Linked DNA regions of Mus musculus: region 2 is linked to region 1. A link is a contact called in public Hi-C data. All regions are on one chromosome and are shown on one strand. The core of a region is the stretch at or near the end of the contact, and the rest is flanking DNA. Distances in the headings are between cores, read along the strand shown.

The links. A called contact is a pair of places that touch in the nucleus more often than the background predicts.
Region 2: a Hi-C map of CD8 T cells shows a contact between it and region 1, with 3 times the contacts expected there. The contact joins two enhancer-like sites. A contact is called at or near these places in 11 of 484 Hi-C or Micro-C datasets (B cells, CD4 T cells, CD8 T cells and 4 more) and 10 of 115 datasets of contacts at active chromatin or transcription factors (the 230-238 cell line, CD8 T cells, Th17 cells and 6 more).

The regions. Positions count from the first base shown.
Region 1 is chr11:11,504,385-11,509,851 of GRCm38.p6, forward strand. It overlaps Spata48 (spermatogenesis associated 48), which reads left to right. Exons shown (of 9, transcript NM_001347068.1): 8 at 4,846-4,953. Among named protein-coding and RNA genes, the nearest start is that of Spata48, 43 kb to the left of the region's middle. Within about 2 kb of position 1,952, at least 35 of the 459 cell types and tissues checked have an H3K27ac peak or open chromatin away from gene starts, as enhancers often do. A contact at or near this core is called in B cells, CD8 T cells, CD8 central memory T cells and 2 more, where this site is marked.
Region 2 is chr11:11,763,043-11,768,463 of GRCm38.p6, forward strand. The region is part of intron 7 of Ikzf1 (IKAROS family zinc finger 1); the gene reads left to right. Among named protein-coding and RNA genes, the nearest start is that of Fignl1, 43 kb to the right of the region's middle. Within about 2 kb of position 2,554, at least 55 of the 459 cell types and tissues checked have an H3K27ac peak or open chromatin away from gene starts, as enhancers often do. A contact at or near this core is called in B cells, CD8 T cells, CD8 central memory T cells and 2 more, where this site is marked.

The DNA of each region.
Region 1 (5,467 bases), core at 702-3,201:
ATATTAAGTGCAAAGCAGTGTTTCACTCTATATGTTCATTACAAGTTCAGAACAATAGTTTTTACATGGCCTTGCCTTATCCTAGTGCACACCGGTGGCTATATCCTTGAACCTAAATGTATTTCCTCGAACAGAAATTTGTCCCAGGTCTATTTCTTGATAGAAAAAAATTTTAACTTAATTTAACTTAAACTTAAACCTTTTAGAAAAATAAAAATGTAAGATGTACTGGACATGTCTCACATTTGGAAGCCCAGAGTTCAAGAGACTCATGCAGAAATATTGCTAGCAGCCTGGGCGACATAGTAAGTTTCAGGCAGGAAAAAAAAAAAAGACAGATTTCAGTTGGTCTCACTGCTTAGAGAGGCCCTAGAGTTAAAATTAAACATTTCATTGGCTGCCTTCTTTCCTTGCCACCATGGTCTTTGCCCACTTAGGTTCTTTAGGCTTCCACATGTTTATTTCTTCAGATGGGTTGGCTGAGTGTGTAGCTCAGCAGCAGAGAATATTTTTAGCATGAATAGCATCCTAGGTTTAGTCCCCAGTACCACAGGGGGATAACATACATGTGTTTACATCCTCCTCCTGGCTCAGCTGAGAGCCCTCCATGATCTTTTATGTGCAGTCCACTGCATGAGCTCTGAATCCCAGGCTGGGAAATGGTCTTACTGCTTGAAGTTTCCTTGGCTAAAAGCATATTATGTAGACTTTGCCTTTATTCTTTCCTGTAATGCATGCACATGATACAATATAAGGTATAGGATTATACAGAAAATTGCCTAAGTTATATGCATCATTTTAAAAAGGATTTGTTGTACACAATGAGTATTTGGTCTGTACTATACTGGGATACCTGTGTATGTGGCTAAATCTTTAACCATTTATTCTACACACCACATAACTTTTCCTATACTGTATGTAGACTATATTTTCCTCATTTTCTATTTTATTTTAAGTAAATTTATTTACTTTTAAGTAATTTAATTATACTTTAAATTATATTTTCCTTATTTTCTTAACCTGTAAGTATAGACCATGCATGTATAGAATTATGATGAATTAGATTTGATATGTCACAACTAGAAGCCCAACACTCAGGAGGCTTATGCAGGAAAATTGCTAATATTGCTGATTAATTTTCTGAAATAATTTAAATTTTTTTTACTTTGTTATACTTTATGGAGATGAAATAATCAATTATCAACTTAGCTAACAAAATATACAAACAAAACTAAACCAAGACTTCTGAAGTAATTGGAGCCCCAAAGATGGGGTCAAGGCCAGGAAGCTAGAAGCAAAGATAAAAACAAATGGAGAATCTGTGCAAAGGAGGTGCTGGTTCTGGCCTTTTCCCACGAGGACAGCTAGAGTTCTCTAAATGTGCAGCAAATATCAAGGTCTGTTCCATTGTCTCCATACTTTTCCTGGCTTCCTTTCCTACAGGTGAAAAACATCCCTCCCAGAAGCAGCTTGTGTGCCCCAGATAGTCATCTTTAAATCTATGTACCTCTATATACACTTATAAATGCACGTAAGGTTGCATTTAGATGGCAAATCCATACATATGCTTATATCACACAAGGGCAAAAATGCTCTCTTGTGATGTCTCTGTAGGCCAGGGTTAAGGGAAATATATTTAGCATGAGCATGGGTGAGAACTTTCATATTCAAATATTTTAGCACTTTATTATGCAGCTGAATTCATCCGCAGCCTAAGCAGTTACTAGCTATCATTACGTCATCATTATTAGAGAAGATGAACCATAGAACAACCTTTATGCAATGTAACATAGATGCCAGTCAAGGTCAGTAAATTGTCTACAAGCCTCAGAGGCACACAGAGTCCTGTGGGTTTTAAATGAAGCCCCTCTCGTGATTGACACCTTGCTCATATCCACCTCTCAGGCATCTTAGCTGCCCATCTGAGGACTACGACTTCAGAAGTACTTTACTTCTGCAGGTGTTTCAAAGGCAGTGGAAAAAACCTGTCACCCAGATGGAGGGGATTTCCTTGGTAACATGCATGGAAGCTTCAAAGAATGCTTGGGGGAAGAGACACACACACATCAGTAGTTTGACCTCATTTTTGGTACCTCTCCACCTTACAGCTACACTTTAAGAAACTCCCAAGAAATCCCAAGGGACACTGCCCAGAACTTGGCAGCTCCTATTCAATCATACAGGCCCTTCCAACTGAGTTTACAACGACGTCTCCCTCATCCCATCCGAGAACCTTTGAGAAATGATAGCTAGCAAGGCAAGCGTCCCAGGCCCTGTCATTCCTGATTTAGTCAGAGTAGTGGGATCTGGTACATAGATCACCATCTTTTAAACAGCCAAGGACTTCAGTGTGTAGAGCAATTTGCAAGTCTTTGTAGCTGTGTGCGCTAGATACATTTTGTATTCTCCAACTATGAGGCTTCCAGTTTGTAAATATTTTATTTTTTAAATTGTCCTGTCTCTATCTTTTCAACTGCAGTTGGCTGGACTGGGGCCCAGAGAGCTTTCCTGAAGGTTGATGGCACCCCACAGGCAGTGAGAGGGTAGACAGGCTTGCAGAAGGAGGCCTCTCAGTCCTCTCAGTGTGGGGCCTTGGTTTTTGCTGTTCCTTTTTCTAGCCTCAGAAATCATGTCAATTCATACCATTTATTCTGACCTGTAACTCTTGAAGTGATTTTGCCTTGTTTTTAAGTGTGGAGTTATACCCAATGTGATTAGCTTTCAGCCAGTAGGCTACCACCAAGAGCCATAAAATGGCACACTCAAGACAGCTGTGAGCTTTATTGTAGCAACTTCCCGCTTGCTACATAATTTTCCCATAACATTCTGATACTAACACAGAATCAACCTAGGAAAAATCACCAAGAAATTACAGGGTGAGCTATAGTCACTCCACAAGGCCTTTAGGTTATATCACTATCTGATATCATGGCTGAGGAAACAATGGGCCAGGAGTCTAACCAGACACCAGATCCCAGGGCTGATGACAGGAATCACTTGGCCTCTGTCTTTACCCTGACACCAGAACATGCACTTACCTCACTAACATCCCCTTTCTTTCCTGTCACCTGATATTTTGAGGAATGTGTTAGTCCAATTTCTGTCAATAAGAAAAAAAAATGCCTGAAATAAGATAACAACTATAAAGAGAATATATATATATATATATATATATATATATATATATATATATATGTATGTATGTATGTATGTATGTATATATATATACACATATATATATGTGTGTGTGTGTGTATACACTCATATATATGTGTATATATTTATATGTATGTATGTATGTACACACACAAACACACCCACACTCACGTATATATGTTCATAGTACATAGTTTCAGTCCACAGTTCTTGGCCATGTCTCTTTGGATCTGCGATCACGCAGTATAACATGGAACCAGCAAATCCTGGAGAAGTCTGTTCAAATCGCAACCAGGATGCAGAGGGAGATCCACCTCCAGCAGCCTCCTAAGAGTACTCCCTGTACCCAACTCCGCCTCTGTGGGCCCCATAGCTCAAAGGTTCTACCATCTTCAAACTAAAAATCAGTCTGTCAGTACAAGAAAGGCTGTTGGATGACATTTAAGATACAGTCCACAACAAGGGACAACAACCTTCCCTAAGCTTCCTTTTGCAAAATGTCTCTGTAGCTAAATCACTCTCAGAGAAAATTTTGTTGGGTTCATTAGCTATAGGGAAAGGACATAGCCAAGACATCCAAAGGAGAATTCTCCTTTAGTAGACATGGGTCTGTTGCTTCTGCCTTGTCTTTAGTGTTGTAGTACATTTTAAATAAGAAATAAGCATGGGATATCATGCTCTCTAAAGGTTCGCCAGGGAAGGGAGGTACAAACCACAGAGCTGAAAAGATACAACTTGGGCTGTGTTTGCAATGGTGGCTGTAATGTTTCTGCAGTGAGACGGCAGCTAAGACTGAGGTGCTGGTAAGCGTCAGCTCAAGGCTTGGATACCAGCATTGCGTCCAAGCTGTTAGGTGTACAATTAAATCCTTTTTCTTGGGCTCCTGGTAGTTAAGGCAGGCCCCAGGATTGAGCCTCATGTGGGGCTCCGTGCCCCACCCTCTCCTTCTTCTTAGTAAGCCATCTGGGTAAACATTTTGAATGTTAAGACAAGCATTTTAGTGATTCTTCATGTCTTTCTGAATGACTGAGTTAAATTATTCAAGATCTCAGTTGACTGCCTTTGCTACAGAGGTCTTCTCTGTACACGCTACAGAACCTTTTCCTGTGTTTTCATGTTTTCTTATTCTAACCATGGCAGGGAAAGAGAAGAGGAAACATACCAGTGGGTAGTTTAAAACAAACAAGTCAATGCGGTGCTATTGCACGGATTTACATGTATTGTCAATGCAGAGTTTCAGAAAAGCATCTGAAATCTAGGATATGAAGGATTATGGTGGCAAGAAATACATTTGAGCAAAGACATCATGAGTGTAAACACAAGCATGTGTCTTTATTGATACCGGGGTTATCAGTACAAAGTTATGTGTGGCATGTATATGCTGTTCAGTAAGCAACGTAGCTCACCGGTAAGTCACGGGCACACACACACACACACACAAACACACACACACAATGATAGTTCAAACACACTGGAATAAGTATTTTGGCACCAGAGATGAGATGTTGCCTAGATGTACTGACGTCTCCCCTTTCCTGGTTATGTACCCAAGCCTTGGACCTTATAAGAGAGAAACAGTTTGACTGCCTCTTCCTTGCTATTTTCATATGTGCATCTAGTTACTATGGCTATTTTACAAATCATTATTTTAATCTCCTTTTATGCCCCTCTTCTCACTGTTGACTTCAGGTCTGCGAATATCCCAGGATACACTGGCAAGGTTCATTTCACAGCCACCCACCCAACAAATTCTAATATTCCATCAAGAGAGCCATCAGCAGATTCGGAGATGAACCGGTAAGTCGGGATCCGATTACTCAGTTTGCTTACATACATTAGAAAGAGAAATTATAATTATGGCTATTCCATTAAAGAACAATTAAATACTAAGTGTAAATTTGCAGTGCTTAAGAAAAATGGAGAGACAAGTCCAAAAAAGAAAGCAGTTCATTTTCCTACTGAGGGGAACTTGACTCCAAACTGCCTCTGGGAGGAAATGCAGGTTAATGGTCCTGTTGACAATGCTAATGACGGTCTCTTCACTCTTATTCAGAGCATATTGTGAGAAGGCATCTCACCTCTGAGACCCTCCAGCTGTGTACATACATCATTAATTGGCTATTATTAATGCTGTATGCTACCTAGTGTGTGTACCAGGATCCGTGTATTTCTTTCCTGTGAATGTCTCTTTCACAAAATAAATTAAAAATCTGTTGAAATTCACATGTCTTTTAATGCCCATTTTTGCACATTGAAACAGGAGACAGTGGATGGAGATGGAAGAATAATGTATTGGCAATCAGAAGTGGGA
Region 2 (5,421 bases), core at 1,304-3,803, 260 kb after region 1:
AAAAGAATGAAGGAGACTTCATATCCTGATCAAAGAAAGAGGCAATCTTGGTCAAGGAGCCAGCTCTTGGATGGCTGGGGCTTTAGAAAGTATGAGGTGCAGGGCCCTATCTTCTCCCTGAGGAGTGCACAGAAGACAGGGACCATGATGAACTATCTGGGAGACTGGCAGAGATGAAGCAGCAAATGTGTTCAAGGGTTGTGAAGAGTAACTGACCTCAGGAGGCAGGGTGTGACTTCCTCTTTCCAATTAGGAACCTGAAGAGTGCCACATGCCTTAGTAATGAGCATCGGCAGTGCCCTGAAGCTTCAGGAGACTTCCAGCCAAACAGAGCATCTGAAACTTTGTCATGGCTCTCCTGGGTGAATGGGCATTGTCTTGATTCACACGCTCTATGTGAAAGGGATCTACAAAACTAGTGAAGCAATGCTGAGAGGGGAAAGCGATCTCCAGGGGAGAGGTTAAACACAAGAGGAAGTGGCCTTGTGGGAACAGGAGGACCAGGATAGCAGAAGTGAAGTGTGCAAGGAAGGGCTCCCAGCAGCTGTGCTCTGTTGGTGTCCCCCAGAGGTGGTTGGCAGTTCACACACTAACCAGTGCCTCTTCCTGCTCTCGTGTCTGCCTTCCTCTCAGTGCTACATGACGACATTCCTGTCCACCCTTCCTACTGTGTCACAGTTTTCTCCCTAAAATGAAGAGAATTGGACCTCAAAGGCTGCTCCCCACATTTAGGATGATATCGTTTTGTGTACTTGAGATGATAGATAAATAGATAGTAAGAGTTTTGATAGAACTATTTCATGTTTTTTCAGAAAACCAAATGCAACATCCAGAAATTACCAGTATTAAATTAGAAGAACATCATTGTAAATATCTTCCTGCCATATATATTTCAGTGGACAGGATTAATAATAGGTGGACTACAAATAGAGATGTGGAGGAAAGGCCTTTAAGTTCCTGAATGCGCCACCTCAGAAAGATTGCAGCTGCTCTTCCCTGGGCTGGAGGTGTTGCCTGGCTTCCCCTCTTCCCGTGTATTGATTGAAAATCAGTTCACAGTGGCCACAGCATATTCAACATGTCCTAGGAGATAAAGGCTCCTCAATGCACAGTCATTCCCAACAGGACTTGACTTTTTTAAAAGGATGACTATCAGGGAAAAAAAATTATTCTAAAAATTACTTTAAAAACAATCATTTTTATTGCTTTTATTTTTACATTGTACATTTCTATTCATATTCTATGCAGAAATCATTATTCTTATATAATTTAGATATTCATCACTATATATTTTAACAGGTTACAGAATCAGACCCTGGTCTCTTAGGCTCATTTTCGTTTATTTTGATCAATCCCTTCATTGAATACACTTTACATTCAAGCACCCTTGTAGACATTCCATCTCCATCTCTGCTTTGAGTTTGAGGATGTCACCTGTCACCTCTCTACAGTAACCCCAGGAGTACGTAGCCTCTGGCCACTCTTCCTTCTCTGACATTGGCAGATTTTTCTTTGTTGAATTATGTGGGTGCCAAGTACAACCTGACTTTCTTTTCTTTGATATTACTTTTCTCCCAAAATATGTAGTGTTCTTTCCTTGGGCCTAAGTCAACCATCATCAGTAAGAAGCTCTTTGGTGTTTTACAGTCTACATGAAATGTAGCCTTTAAGAGTGAGAGGCTCCTTTCTTCCTCCTTGTCTTTTGGAAACATTCCTTTACATAAGTACCAATTGTTCTATCTAACATGACTTCTATTCAAGAGTGCTGGTTTTCCATAGACTGGATAAATTGTCTCCCATGTCTGTTAGCATTTTGCTATTTTAATTTCTTTATTTTTTTAAGTTTACTTACTGTTATTTTATATTTTTCCTGATTTAATTGAGTTCCTAGCAATGTTTATTCTAGTGTTTGCTATTTTTAACTCATGTATTGAGTATGTATTGAATTGGATTTGGTTTTAATTCCTGAGATCTAAAATCTCCCTTTATTCTGGGTTGTTTTTTTTTTTTTTTTTTTTTTTTTTTTTTTTTTTTTTAGTATTGTCTTTGAATAGCTTCAAAATCTGACTGCTTGCATATTCTAAAAACTAAAATAGCTAAAACTTGAAAAAAAAATTTTACCCCATGTCATGAAGTAATTATGCTTCATTGCTCCTCTTCCTGGAATTAAGTTTCTTTTTCCCCTAGGATGGACTTTCTGGTTTGTCTTACTTCCCTTCTTGCCAAAAAAATATTTTCCCTGTAACCATGGCATTTCTTTTCATCCTGCTCATTCTACTTGGTCTAATGAGGCTTGACTGACATTTCAACATTCTTCCCATTGTACCTGAGACTTTTCCTATGAGAACTATAAGTTTTTTAAATCCTGAAAGAATGCCAAGGATGGTGTTGGGGGAGTTCAGGTGAGGCCAAGTACATACGGCTTCTGTTTAAAGTGTTCCCCTTTGAGAGCTCTCTCAGAGTTTTCAGATTTGGTGAAAGCTCTAAACCAGCAGATGATGCCTTCTGTCTCCACAAGGGACATCTCAGGGCCTACTTCCCCTGAAGTACAACTCACCAAGGCCTTTGCTTGTGTGCAGGGGAGCCAGCCCACATGCTAAGGTCTCTGGTGTCATGTGCTGCCTGAAAGTGGAATTTTCAGCTCCATCATCAAAATGAGGAGGGCATTTGCCCATTGGAACTCTGTCAGTGTGAGGGTTTGGAAGGAATGCTGAGAGTGTTGTGTTTCTAGAAGTGACATTACCCAAAGCTTTGTCCAGTCTCAGGCAAGAATCTTCTGTACCTTTCCTTGGTCATATGTAGTTGAATGTAAAGTAGAAATAAGAAGATGGATGGATGGATGGATGGATGGAATAGATAGAGATAGATAGATAGATAGATAGATAGATAGATAGATAGATAGATAGGATGGATAGATAGAAGATAGATAGGAGGGAGACAGGGAAAGAAAGGGATGGATGAGTAGATGGGATGGATAGATAGATAGATAGATAGATAGATAGATAGATAGATAGACAGACAGACAGACAGACAGACAGACAGACAGACAGACAGATAGAATAATAGATTTCACTGGGGCACTGGAGGCTTTTATAGCTTTTAATTTTTCACATTTGGGTAGAGAAATTCTACAGGTAGATTTGTCACGCCATGCTCATCTGGAATGTATATTGCTTTCTTTGCAACACCCACTTCTTGAAGCAGCAGGCTTCAGTGGTTGCTTAGAAAACCACAGAACCACAGCTCTGGGGAGAAACAGGAAAGTACCACCTCTGGTGAGAGAACACAGACTTTTACAGCTAACAGAACTGGGCACCAGGCCACACCCTCCTCCTCCATTGCTAGGGTTTGGTAGTAAATGAGATGCAAGTACAAGAATGAGTTCCTCATGTCCACATAATGAGATGGGTTCTCACCAAAACCACAAAAACAAACAAACAAACAAACAAACAAATAAACAAAACTCCCCCTTGAGTGGAGAGAGGAATCCCTTCATGGTTTCTACCATCCACTACACGTGGCTTTTGCTCTGTCCAGTTTCTGAGAGTGTGTAGCTGGACATTAACACGTTTTCTTCCTGTAGCCTGAGGATCATTGTATGTCGTTACCAGAGTATGCGTTGGTTCTGGCATGAGTAGATGAAAGCAAATGAAATCAAGCCATTGTGTGGTGCACACCCAGGAAGATGAAGAAAATGCAATCAGGAGGATACTGAATCAGGAGGAATATATTCCAGGGCTACTATAGTCACTGATTATTTTTTCAAGGACTATGGTTAGATTTATGAATTGTGGAATACTTTTCCTACTGTAGATAAAGAGTTTGGGGGAAGTGCTGACCTCAGTGCTGGCATGAAAGACACTGGGATCATCTTCTACCACCACTCCATCAGCTGCCTTCAGGTACCACCTGATTGAGCAGCCTGTCACCCTGGTAGCTCAGTCTGTTGCCCCACTGTGGCTGGGTAGTTCACTTTCTTCAGACCCTTCACCAGTGCCCCTTTTTATTTGAATAAAGTCAGTCTAGTCTAAGGTTCCAGTGTATGATCCCAGCTGTACTTGGACATTCCCTATGCCCCCAAGAGCTCTGTCCCCTGGACCTTTAGATTGTCACCAAAGCCCCAGGCTCTCTGTCCCCTCGGGATCTTCACTGCTTCTGTTTCCAACAGTAAGATACAAAAAGCCCCAGCTGGCTCTTATGAGATGAGAAACCTATGCAACACTCTGGTAGCAAGCCTTCCTGAGCTCGTGGGATTTCATAGATAGGGATGGAGTCTGCTGTCATCATTTAGTGTGTATCTCTCCTGCTAGCTGTGTATATCCAAGGATACATATCCATTCTCACTGGCTTTCCTTTTAGTCCCACTGTTGAGCCAGACATATTGAAGAGAGGAAAAAGGCATTGTGGGAGGTGAGGTATAAAAGTGCATCTGATTCGGCAGACTGCCAAGTGCCTTCTTCTCGCTGAGAGGGCACTCAGTGACTACCTCTGCCAACAGGAATATAAACTATCCATTTACTGAATGAATATCTTCTCTGGGTCATGATTTCACATCAATGTATTTGGAAAATAAATGTTTAAGGAAATTCATTTTGTTTCATTATAAAACATTTTACTCCAAAATTGTATCTGAAGCCAAATCTGGTCTCATCTTCTTCCATTGCCAGGGAAGATTTGTGTTAGCCAGATTTTCCATTATGATAGGGAAATATCTGAGATGTCCAATTTGTAAAAAAGAAGAGGTTTGACTTAAGCCTTGGGGTATCCTTCTTCATGACTGATTAGCCCTATTGTGCTGACTCCGTGGCAGGAATGTTGTCTTGTGGCTGTGAAGCAAAAGGGAAATATATGGGGGTCAGAGTTCCAGGACCCCCTTTAAGAATAAAGTCCCCCAAGTCTAAAATCTTCTCATTAGGCCCTTCTTCCCTAAAGAGTTGAGAACCTTCCAACAACAGCATGTCCCTGGGTAGACACTAAGCTTCTGGGACATTGGGTTCAGCCACAATCATAGCACAGGTTGGACAATACCTGAAAACATGGGCCTTTGGGGACATCGAAGGTCCAGACAGTAGCAGAGTTCATGTAGTCCTACAAGCTAACCATACGAGACCATAAGTTTCTTGAGTCCCAGGTCTGGCCACTACTGAATTCTTAGTTCTGCTCATCTTTAGTATTAGCTGTGTTTGTAAACAGTAAGTGAATGGTGCCCACCTCCAAGCCTACTCAAGTAGATCATCTCTGTTTCCTGCTTCCTGTTTCTGCTGAGCTAATTCACTACTGCTGACTAGGAAGACAGGGTACATACAATTATGTTTAAGTATTCCTTCAACTTCACCATGCATTGGAACCCATCCACTTTTGAAATATTTATAAGAAATATATAGTTTATTATAAATAATATATAATCATGTTTTGAGAACA